Linked DNA regions of Sus scrofa: regions 2 and 3 are each linked to region 1. The links are chromatin contacts, called in public HiChIP or PLAC-seq maps. All regions are on one chromosome and are shown on one strand. The core of a region is the stretch at or near the end of the contact, and the rest is flanking DNA. Distances in the headings are between cores, read along the strand shown. Region 1 overlaps LOC106509171 (a long non-coding RNA gene). Region 2 overlaps LOC106509171 (a long non-coding RNA gene). Region 3 has its middle 380 kb from the start of MPDZ.

Evidence for each region. HiChIP or PLAC-seq counts read pairs in DNA pulled down with a chosen protein or histone mark.
Region 2: a contact with region 1 is called in an H3K27ac HiChIP or PLAC-seq map of skeletal muscle. The contact joins two enhancer-like sites. A contact is called at or near these places in 4 of 47 Hi-C or Micro-C datasets (brain, psoas muscle, skeletal muscle and 1 more) and 1 of 2 datasets of contacts at active chromatin or transcription factors (skeletal muscle).
Region 3: a contact with region 1 is called in an H3K27ac HiChIP or PLAC-seq map of skeletal muscle. The contact joins two enhancer-like sites. A contact is called at or near these places in 1 of 47 Hi-C or Micro-C datasets (skeletal muscle) and 1 of 2 datasets of contacts at active chromatin or transcription factors (skeletal muscle).

The regions. Positions count from the first base shown.
Region 1 is chr1:208,927,535-208,931,576 of Sscrofa11.1, forward strand. The region is part of intron 1 of LOC106509171 (a long non-coding RNA gene); the gene reads left to right. Among named protein-coding and RNA genes, the nearest start is that of MPDZ, 250 kb to the right of the region's middle. Within about 2 kb of position 1,272, at least 3 of the 83 cell types and tissues checked have an H3K27ac peak or open chromatin away from gene starts, as enhancers often do. A contact at or near this core is called in skeletal muscle, where this site is marked.
Region 2 is chr1:209,055,254-209,059,187 of Sscrofa11.1, forward strand. All of the region lies in intron 2 of LOC106509171 (a long non-coding RNA gene), which reads left to right. Among named protein-coding and RNA genes, the nearest start is that of MPDZ, 120 kb to the right of the region's middle. Within about 2 kb of position 1,813, at least 13 of the 83 cell types and tissues checked have an H3K27ac peak or open chromatin away from gene starts, as enhancers often do. A contact at or near this core is called in skeletal muscle, where this site is marked.
Region 3 is chr1:208,794,564-208,798,492 of Sscrofa11.1, forward strand. No RefSeq gene overlaps it. Among named protein-coding and RNA genes, the nearest start is that of MPDZ, 380 kb to the right of the region's middle. Within about 2 kb of position 2,613, at least 6 of the 83 cell types and tissues checked have an H3K27ac peak or open chromatin away from gene starts, as enhancers often do. A contact at or near this core is called in skeletal muscle, where this site is marked.

The DNA of each region.
Region 1 (4,042 bases), core at 22-2,521:
CCTAGCCTTCTATCCAGTCGACCTCCATAGAGCTAGCTCTAGACCAGACATAAACTGATACCAGAGCAAAGGACAGTCAGTGGGAATGACACAAGGCAGCCACAGGGTTGGCAGAAGTAAATGCAAAAGAATCAGCAAACAATTACAAAGGAGACATCGACTAAAGAGAGGAAGGACCTGCCAATATGGTACAACTCTCCATTTGCACATGGTGTTTACATTCAGAATCAGTCAAATCACACATTCCCCACCAAGACTTTTGTTTGGAAAAGTTCTGTGGCTCCTCCAACTTCCTTGTACCTTGTGTAGATGATCACCACCATAAATAGCCTGATGACTAGTTTCCAGCACATCTTCCCTAGTGTCCCTAAAAGGCAAATCAAATGCCAAGGTTCTTGAAGAGTTTAAAGCTTAAGGATGTGGGTTTTATCCATCAGGGTATTAATTATCCTGTGTAAATTAAAATTACCATCAGATTACCAACTTTAATATCACTTAAGAAAAAATACAATTTAGGCAAAAATGGAAGAAATTCAAATACCTAGTTACACACTACATTTACTCAAGATAAATGAAGCATTACTATTTATTCTTGCTTAATCTACTAAGCAGGGTCGTTTTATTTCCCAGACCTAAGTAGAACCCAATATGACTACCTTCCTAGCATCAAAATTTGTCTGATGTGTTCACATTGGCAGTACTTCAAGCTTGAGGACAGCAGAGCCATTTCAGGCTGTTCTCTGTACTTAGGTGCCAAGAAGCCTTAAATTAGCTACTTACTCTAATTACTCTAAATAGAAACTTAGCTGTTCATGTGTCCTTCTAGAGCAAAGGACTCAGAATCCTTCTATCACACCCTGAGAGAAACGCTCTCTAAGACTCAGTGTTAATTCTGTGGCTAGAGTGGAAAAATAAGGAAAATATCAGAAGCCACAAGTCTGGCTCATGTATAATCCCATCATCATGTCTCCATTTATCCTAAAAGGATGTGTTCAACAATCCAAACCAGACTCTGCTCTTTACAATTTGAAGTAGGTCAACTTTTTTTTTTTTTTTTTTAAGGGGTCAAAAACCCTTTTAAAAACAAGTTGAAGAGGAGAGAGTAGTTTTTAAAAACAATCGCCTAGCTATTTCTTAAGGCTGGAATATGCTGCAAAACATGTAAGAAAAGTAGAAAAAAAAATTTAAAGGAGATTTGGAAGAAGGGGAGAGGAGTGTGGTGAAAAGTAAACCAATAAACAAAAGAGCACAACTGTCAACCGCCAAAGGCAGATCTATGATCTCTTCCTCGTGGTTGTTGATCAGCCTGCCAAGTACAGCAGAGGAATGCCACGCCCTTTGAAGACAAACTAGTAGGAAATAATGTGGCCCTTTATTCAGAACATAAAAAAGAGCTGAAATTATGTATGTTTCATGGGATTTGAAAAGTGATTTAAAACCCTTAAGCATCAAATGTCTAAAACATGAATAAGATTAACCTCTGAAAGAAATGTAAAATTTACTACTCCTAATAAAAATACACTATTCATGCCTTACTTCTAAACTGAGCTGATGAGCAAAAACAGTTATAGGTCAGCACAAGCACATTTCCAAAATGATTGGTTCAGGCAAAGGCTTATGAAATGAAACTGTAGATGATGGGACTTATATCATCAGTCTTTTACTTTTGTACTTTTTGAACATCATCCAAAAATACTAATCCACTGTTGAAATTCTATGAAAGGGAGCAAGAAGAGAAATATTCTACCTATTGCAATCTTCCAACTGAAAGCATTCACATCCTGCTGCAAATGTATCAGAGCTGTATCACATCCTTTGGTGAATGTGCCCCCTCTTTTGTTTTGGTTTTGCTGTGTTAAATCTTTTTATAGAAGTTTAATGTCTGGCAAGAGCATGTTTCCAAGTTTTTTGGTTTTTTTTTCTACCTTACCCCCTGACTTTACATGAACCTTACCAAAAATTAAAAAGGAAATGGAAAAACTCAAGCATATATTCAATTTGCCACAACAAAGTTTGGCTTTAAAAAAATTTTGTTTTAGGAGTTCCCTTCGTGGCTCAGCAGAAATGAACCCGACTAGTATGCATGAGGATGCACGTTTGATCCCTGGTCTGGCTCACTGAGTTAAGGATCCAGTGTTGCTGGGAGCTGTGGTGTAGGTCACAGACTCCTCTTGGATCCCGCATTGCTGTGGCTGTGGTTATGGCTGGCAGACAGCTCCTCCAATTCGTCCTCTAGCCTGGGAACTTCCATATGCATATGCTGCACATGAAGCCCTAAAAAAAAAATTGTTGAGGAGAGAGAGGAAAATTAGACTAAAGGTAATTATTTATGCATCATCTTCATCATATACCCTATGCAGACTTTTAGCAAAACTGAAGAGGCATAGAACCACAGCATTTTATATACGGAAGTGTGCCTATGTTTTCTAGCCCTTGTAGTTTTAATTTCATATTAACCCTCTATTATTTATTATAATTAGTATGGAATATAATCTCATTAAACTCTCTTTTTGATGTAATGCAGATTCTTAAAAGCTAAATCTGAACTTCTACATTCTTCTCGAAGGCAAAAAGAAACAGAAACATGAGTCCTCTCACAGGACAAAACTACTAAATGTTTCTTCACTGATGGTCTGCCTGTGGCCGCCACTGAGGTGGGAATCAATCGTGCCTCCTGCTTGTTGGGGAAAATATCACTTCCTGTTGTATCATTCAGATTTTCTCCAAATTACAGTCACATCCACATCCACACAAAATTAATCCACACAATGCAGTTCCTGTCGTGGCTCAGTGGTTAACGAATCCGACTAGGAACCATGAGGTTATGGGTTCGATCCCTGGCCTTGCTCAGTGGGATAAGGATCCGGCATTGCCATGAGCTGTGCTGTAGGTCACAGATGCGGCTCGGATCCCACGTTGCTGCGGCTGTGGTATAGCTCCGATTCGACCCCTAGCCTGGAAACCTCCATATGCCACAGGTACAGCCCTAGAAAAGACAAAAAAATAATAATAATAATCTTCACTCATTTTGATCAAGTATTGTATTAGATTTTTACTTCTTTGACCATACACTTTGAAGACCCATACTTTCATTTCCATCAGCAACGCCTTTTAATTTTTATGGAAACTGTGTGTGAAACTTTTCCTCCTTCTCTTTTCACTGAAGTTGAATTCTGAGATATAAAGATGCAAAAACTACCTTATCCCTGCCATGCTTTCATATATATAAATAGCTCTTCCTTTTTCTGTTCAAATTAGTAGTGTTTTATTTTACTGTAAATGGCTTCTGCCAAAGAACATCACTAAACATGAAATACCTTGGCTGTGGCATTCACTGAATTTTTAGTAGGTAAGCTATAATTGCGTAGGAAAAACAAGGAGGGTTGTAGGAGTAGAAGGGGGGTAATGTATAAGCAAATAGGAAATCTCACAATGCAAGAGAATACAAACAGGATGTATAAATTGCAAAGCCAACACCAAAGTTTTCTGCTAGCCAAGATACATAGAATTATCTTTTAATCTGCTAAGATTCCAAAAGGAAATAAATAATGATATTCGGAATTATTTATTTAATGAAAGAGGTAGCTGAGCTTTAAATCAAAAGATTATATAATGCTTTGCTAAACATAAACAATGCTTGAGAATAGCTTATACACAAACATGGAATATTTTTAGCTTTTGAGACTATGAGATGAAATTCTCTTGAACAATTCCCTAAGTATGTCTTCCATTTTCCAATAACTTTTAACAAGGTAAGTGTGTGTTGTAAGGCAGGATAAGAGAATGTATGTTAAAATAACATGCTGTAAATATCTAAGCATCATATATTGTACTGGATCATCCTTTTAACCTCTACATGCTTTTCTGTATTATTAATGTTGCGAGTCTTTTCTTGTCCAAATTCCAAATCCATCTTTTAAGACTTCAATTCACGGAATTCCTGTTGTGGCTCAGTAGGTTAAGAACCCAATATAGTGTCCATGAGGATGTGGGTTCAATCCCTGGCCTCACTCAGTGGGTTAAGGATCAGTGATGCCATGAG
Region 2 (3,934 bases), core at 563-3,062, 130 kb after region 1:
GGTGGTGTTCTGGAAAGTCAGGGCTACCAGGCTCTTTCAGTAGCTGAGCCTGAAGAAGGGTGGAGCTCAGGAAGAGGAGACTGAGCTTCTTCTGCTGTGTCACTACAGCCAAGTGCATGGAGGTAGGGGGAAAACAGGAATTCAGTGGTTAATGGGAAGTGAAGGGAATTTCTATAGTCTCTGCCTCAGGCCTTTTAGGTGTGTTTGTGTTTTGTTCATCTTAAATCTGTTACCTCTATTTCTCCTGATTATCTCACTGGCCCCAGGACATTCCTACCCTTTATTTAGTTATTATCTCCACTGGAAATCTACTTAACTTTTAGAGAGGTAGGAAGCAAATTCTACCCCACCACAATTCTATTTACAATCTTAATCCTACACAGCCAAGGTAAAGAAAAGTAGTCATTACCTATACATATTGAGTTTACTCGCTGGGACACTACTGGAGCTTAAGGAAACAAATTGCCACAACAAAACCCCAAAACACACTCCACACTGCACTGATGGCTCTCCTTCGGATTGGAGGTCCCATGAGCTACCAGTTTAACACCCCAACTGCCAACACCCCACCTGAAAATAGGAAAGAATTGTGTTTTCACACCAGCATATAATTGGCAGATCCATACTTTGTTTTTGCTTGTTTCTTTCAGCAAAATCAGCCTGCCTTCTTTCCGACTTTCCCTGCCAATCATATCAGATTGTGTGAGCTTTATGGCTGTACAATAATTTCTGGGCAACCTTAAAGCCAGAGAGACAACAAAGACATACTGAAAAAAAAAAAAATCATGGCGAAAGTATGAGTGAATAATAGAAGACAGATTTGAGATAATTATTGGAGAGATGACAGAGTATTTCACCATGATTTGTTTTGCCAGGTTGTCGTTTCAAAGATAATGAAGAACTATTAAATTGATTTCTTTTCTTTTCTCTGGGAAATGAGTACACAGATATTAAAGAATAAATGAAATGAATACATGGATACTAATTATAAATACTAATTATGGTAAGTTTGAACAGCTAGCTACTTTATACAACACTAGAAATATTCGTTATGCAAATGCACACACTCTACCCAGCGGCTTTATAGATTACTGGCATTAGGTCCAGAATTATTGTGCAGAAACAGGATGGTGGCTCAACTTGGTTGGGGGTCATTTTATTGCCAATTTAACTAGTGTTAAATTCGTGGGTATTTAACTATCACTGAAACAATTTGGGGCTCAATTCACCAAAGTATCATTTTTACTAATATTTTAGTGAAAAGTGAAGGAGTGTTCCTCCTGACACTGTCCTCCAATGCTGGAAAGCACCACTGTTTTCTAGTCTACAGTAATGAAACTTGCATTAGCAAAAGTGGGCTGGTTGCCTACCAAGGAAAAAAACACAGTCTCCTTGAGAACTTGGTATCCTGCTGTATTTTATTGCAGTAAAACCATTTTCACATCCCTCTTCCCTGAAGGAGATATTTAAAAATTCCTAAATCATGAGCCAAATTAGTATAACCCATCCAGCATTTCGTGGAAGACATTCACCATAGGATTATTACATTGAACTACCAACTTTTTGTTTTAGGAAAGAAAAAAAAAACATTATTTCTCAACCAACACGAAACATGATCAACTTCAAATTCAGAAAGATTTACAAATGCCACAACACAGTTATCTACCAGCAAACATCATTTCTTTGTTTCATGGGACACTAAGGATGAATTATTCATGAGCCCCCATTTCAGATGCTTATTGTGTCTGGTGGCAAAGTCTCCGCCTGCTCAGCCCCGGGAAAACTCCAGCGCTTTGCTGCAGGCACCGTGCTCTGTGCCATCCAGGGACCAGCCTTGTGCTCTCGAGTTACTGGAGCAGTGCAGGCGGTTTCAGTGGCCTCAGCTGTGGAGACAGCTGTTTGCCCACAGTCTGTGATGGCAGAAATGTGTGGTAGGCTTCCCCCTAACAGCATGCCCCTCACCACATACACACACACATACACACACACACAACTCCCATGTCATGCATCATAAAACACACCACCACCACCGAAGGGATGCATAGAAGCCCCATGATTTGGGGACCAGAATGAGCAGTACCCCACAGTGTAGAATAGCTCTTTATCTTGTATGCAAAATTATTGGGTGATAGGCTGAACAGCCCCTGAATCCAAAGCTTTCTTGTAATTTATGTATCAAAAGGTCTGTGCATGTGTGAAATTCAAAATGATTTATTGTTTAGTTATTGCCTTATTTACTTACTTAATGGATTGATTGATGTGCCTGGATCCCAAGGCCAGCAGAGGCTTTTTTAAAAGATTATTTTAAAGGAAGTAAATTGCCATCAGTTGGCCAACCCCTCCTTGCTGGTGTGGATTCATAAGGAGTTCCTTTTGGCTCTGGCTCGCTACCTATCTGCGGCTATTCATTGACACAAAATACTGCACCTTGCACACAATGGGAAGTGGCAGGGATGATAAAATGGAATATTAGGGATGGAAGGGTAAAATATGGGGAGATAATGTGAATCAAACCCCAAAGTTTCAGCCAACATATGCATCTATAGTAGTCTATCCTTTGCACAGAGCTTGGGCCGGAAGCAATGAACAACTCCACAACGAGTGTTAAGATTTCTTCCCGTACCATTTCTCTGCAGAAGAGGGAAGTACAGACAAAAGTCTGCAATTTTGAATTCTTCTTGTAGATCTCTCATCATCTGTTTCTCTCATGGACACTGAACTTACTTTCATTTTGTCAGGACATACTACATCTGAATTGGTCAATGTCAAAATTAAGCTGACTGTAAACAATGAGAAGAGAGTTACAACAAAAGTTTCACAAACTTTTCCCTCACACTTGAATTCTGTTATTTTATTAGGGGGTCCTAATTTTGTAATTGGTCTTGGTGAATAAGGGTCAAATCAGGAGAAGGAGGAACCGGTTTATAGACGCGGGATGTTGCACTTGTGCAGAACCCTTATTCACTCAATGTTCTATGCATTCGACATTTACGTAAGATCTCTGGAACCTCATTTCCAACCGAACTCTAATTTGACATAATGCAGCGTAGAATGGCACCAGTCATCGGGCTTGCATCAGAAATGCATTTTATTTGGATTCAATTCAGACTCTTAACGAACTGGTTCCTGTAAATGCAGCAGATGGGAGCGAGGCAAATGGGAGCGTGTGTGCGGCCTCACACCCAGCATTCACGGCTGCCTCACTGTGCTAAAGCCTTTCCTGAGTTAGTTGGTTAGTTAGTTAGCTAATTAGTTAGGCACACTCCAACTGAAACTTTTCATTATAATTAACATATTTATCCTACCAATCCACCAAATTGAGGCAAAAGCTACGGTCCAGCCAAGGCAAGTCGATTCTTTCCACAGCTTTCTCTCTCTCTCTCTTCCTGATTAATGTGGTGAATGTTGCCAGAAGATGGTCCAACGGTTTATAAACCTGGCAAGCTGTAGCCAGAGCTGCTTTTCTAAAGGTCAATTAAAAAATGCTAGTTGCACTGTAAACAGAATTCTCCCTAGAAGAATGCCACGCAGTGCCCAGAGTGGTCTCTTAATACAAAATATCAATTTGATTTTCCTCAGGAGATTTCCTCTCCTTTTGCAATGCAAATATTTTCAAGTGTACTAAACACGTTTTAGCACCTCAACATAGGCACTAAAACTATTTGCATGCAAAATTACCCAGAGTAGGCAGACAGGCACAAGCTTATGCTAGCACCATATGTGCTGAAGAATTTGAGCCAGGAAACAACTAGTATCTGGACGTTATTTACAATTTAAATTTAATTTTACATTATTATTCAAACGAGAGCTTATATATAAAGTCTCTATTAAAATTAATGCTTCACATGGAACCAAACTTCACCTAAAATTACATGTTTAATAGTACTGGGCTTTTGTGTTCCAGCTGTCCAAACCACTCAAGAAGGACAATATG
Region 3 (3,929 bases), core at 1,363-3,862, 130 kb before region 1:
CCACATGCAAAAAAAAATGAACCTAGTCACATTCATTGTCCTTCACAAAAATTTATTCAAAGTGGATCATAAACCTAAATGTAAAATGCAAAACTATAAAACTCCTGTAAGTTAATACTGGAGAAAATCTGGATGACCAAATGCATGATCCATGAAACAAAAAAATGAGTGTTAGACGTCAACAAAATTAAAAATTTCTGCTTAGCTTCACTGTCAAGAGAATGAGAATACAAGTCTTAGGCTGAGAGAAAATATTTGCAAAAGATACATCTGATAAAGGATTGTTATTCAAAATATATGAAGAACTCTTAAAATTCAAGAGTAAGAAAACAACAATTCAGTTAAAAAATAGGCAAAAGATTCCAAGGAGGTTACATTCTGGCAAAGATAAAATTATAAAGACAATAAAAATTTCAGTGATTGTCAGAGGTTGGGTGTAGGGTGGGGGAATGAATAGGTGGTACACAGAGGATTTTTTGGGAAGTGAACATACTTTGTATGAATCTATATGATGGATACATGTCATTATACATTTTCCAAGCTCATAGCATATACAATACCAAGAGAGAACCACATTGTGAACTATACACTTTGGATGATTATGATGTGTCAATGTAGTCTTATCAATTGTAACAAGTGTACCACCGGTAGAGGCCCTTGATAATGGGAAAAACTAAGCCTGTGTATGATCATAGAGTATATGGAAAATCTCTGTAACTTTCAATTTTCTGTGAACATAAAACCATTCTAAGAATAATCTTCTAAAAATGGGCAAAAGACGTGAACAAACACTTCTCCAAAGAACATATACAGATGGCAAGAAGGATATGAAAAGATGCTCAACCTTCTATGTAACTTGGGAATTGCAAATAATGAAATATTATTAAACACTTATTAGAATGGCCAAATTCCAGAACACTGACAACACCAAATGCTGATAAGAATATAGAATAACAGGAATGCTCGTTTGTTGCCAGTGAAAATGCAGAGTGGTACAGTCACTTAGCTGTTTCTTACCAAACTAAACGTATTTTTAGTACATAATCCGGTAATCACACTTCTGATTATTGACCCAAATGGACCCAAACATTTGTCCACACAAAATCCTGCACACAGTGTTTATCAGAGCTTTATTCATAATTGACAAAACTTTTAAGCAACCAGGATGTCATTTGGTGTGTTAGTGGATAATTCTAGTACATCCAGATAGCGGAAAGTTATTCAGCCCTAAATAGAAATGAGCTACCAAGCCATGAAAAAACATAGAAGAATCTTAAAATACATATTACTAAGTTAAAGACACCAATTTCAAAAGGATACATACTATATAATTCTAAGTGTATGTTAGTCTGGAAAAGGCAAAACTATGGAGAGAGTAAAAAGATGAGCGACTGACGAGTTAGGGCAAAGGGATGCATGAATAGGCCGATCTCAGAGGATTTTCAAGGCAGTGAGACTATTTTGGATGACACTACAATGATGGATACAAGTCATAAATTTGTTCAAATCCACAGAATGTACAACACCAAGCGTGAACCCTAGTGAAAACTGGACTCTGTGTAATAATGACATGTCAATGCAACTTTGTCAGTCATAACAAATGTACCACCATGTTGCGGAATTTCCATTGTGAGTGTGTGGGGACAGTGGGGATATAGGAGTTTTCTGTACTTCCTACTCAATTTTGCTGTGAACCTAGAAGAGCTCTAAACAATAAAATGTAGTAATTAAATACATTAGTAATTTATACTTAGTCTATTTTGAATGTGTTAACAAATATTAATAATAGTCTTTGGTACCTGTAGCAAATTATAACTAGTCTAATTTATATAGTATGTATGTATGTGTATATATATAAATTATCTATTGAATATATTTATCATATAATCACTGTATTACTGAAACATCAAAATATTATATATAACTATTATATTTTATAAATATTGAATATATGTAATATATGTTACAAAATTATAGTATATATATACATATGAATATATTTTATATACATATACCTATGAAAAGATCATTATATACATATATATACACACACACATAAATAAGCTAATTATATTCATGTAACTATTCTAACACTTAAATTCAGGCTTTCAAACTTCTAATTAAATGATAATAATTATATTATAAAGGGAGGTAAATTGGCAAAGCATGTTTTCTTCTTGCCAGTACTACCCTAGAAGCCTTTAAGGTAGGATCATTTTCCATTTCTATTTTTAAGTGAGTAAACAAAGTCATGGGAAGGTGAGTAACTATCTCAGAGCTATCCAGAGTTTCCTAAGTACAGCTAAGTTTAGACCTAGCCATCTGTGAGCTTGAGAACTGTTTTAGCCCAACCGGGTAGCTCTGTAACTCTGAGTCCCTCAGACTCTGAGCTACCCCTTATTCATCTTTCAGATGCAAGTGTTGCCTTATGAAATCTCTGGTTTTCTTTCCAGTCCTCATATCTGTGTGGTTAGTAGGATGGAAAAGAGACAATGCTTACATCTAAGAGAAAGGGATCTTTTTCATCATTTGCTTTACACAGGATGTAAAGTTCAGAGGGAGAACTGCCCTAGAGGTACCTTTATCAGCAAAGTTCCCAGCTCCTTCATCCCCACCAGCCCTGACACTCACATAGACAGAGCAGCCCATTAATCAGAGGATGATGTGGGAACACTATCACACTGAGGCTGTCATTTGAAGAATCTCCTCCTGTCAACAAAGATCCACTGAAGATGTTACCACAACAGAAAATCTTCCATCCAACAAGAGATTTTCTAAAACCTCTTCTTTCCAGCAAAGCTTTCCATAGGTTAAAATCTTTTCAATTTGTTTGTACAAGGCTTTAGCGTTAAAAAGTCATTATGTTCTGAATAATCTCTAATCAGTTCTCAACGTCAACCTGTAAGACGGGCAGGAAAGGAACTTTAATTCCCATTTTACAGTTGGACACTGAAACACTGAAGAAAAGGAAGCATTTGTCCAAGGTCACTGTAATAATAGTGACACAGTTGGAATTAGAGTTCAAACTTTTTCACTCTCAGTCAAGTGCTCTTTCATCACCAGAAGTGTTTGACCTACAGACTTTTTTTTTTTTTTTTTTTTTTTTGTCTTTTTGCTATTTCTTTGGGCCGCTCCCACGGCATATGGAGGTTCCCAGGCTAGGGGTTGAATCGGAGCTGTAGCCACCGGCCTACGCCAGAGCCACAGCAACGCGGGATCCGAGCCGCATCTGCGACCTACACCACAGCTCAGGGCAACGCCGGATCGTTAACCCACTGAGCAAGGGCAGGGACCGCACCCGCAACCTCATGGTTCCTAGTCGGATTCATTAACCACTGCACCACAACGGGAACTCCTGACCTACAGACTTTTAATGGATGGAAACCTAGAGAAACCAAGCCACACTATGGCCATCACTGTCTTTCAAAGTTACCAGTGAGAGAGCTGGGGCCCTGGAAAGACTAGGAATGGATGTCATTTCCAGCCTGAGACGATGGGTCTCAACTTTTCAGAAGCCTCCTAGGCCAGCAGGTGGAGCCTCTTGCCACGCTCGTTTCCAAAGATAGAATGTTTGTTGTTGTTCTTTTTCTTTCTTTAAAAACCAAACCAACCAAATAATATATACATTACTAGTCAACCAGCTCAGGGCAGAACAAGGTTCTAAAGTCCTTGCATTTGTTTTAACTTTCTTCAGGTGCTGAGCGGGAGGTTCATGATCACTGACCTGGAGGTTCAAGTACACACAGAGACACAAAGGAATTTCAGAAAGGAATCTGAGGTTTTGTGCAAGGCGGAGAACAGTGAATATGCTCAGTGAGGCATACTAGCTTTGCAAACACAGAAAGGAATGGAGGAGCAGCACATGGGGTGGTATGTGCCTCCAAACTGCTGTCAGCAGGCACTGGATCCAGAAACAGCAGGAGACAGGC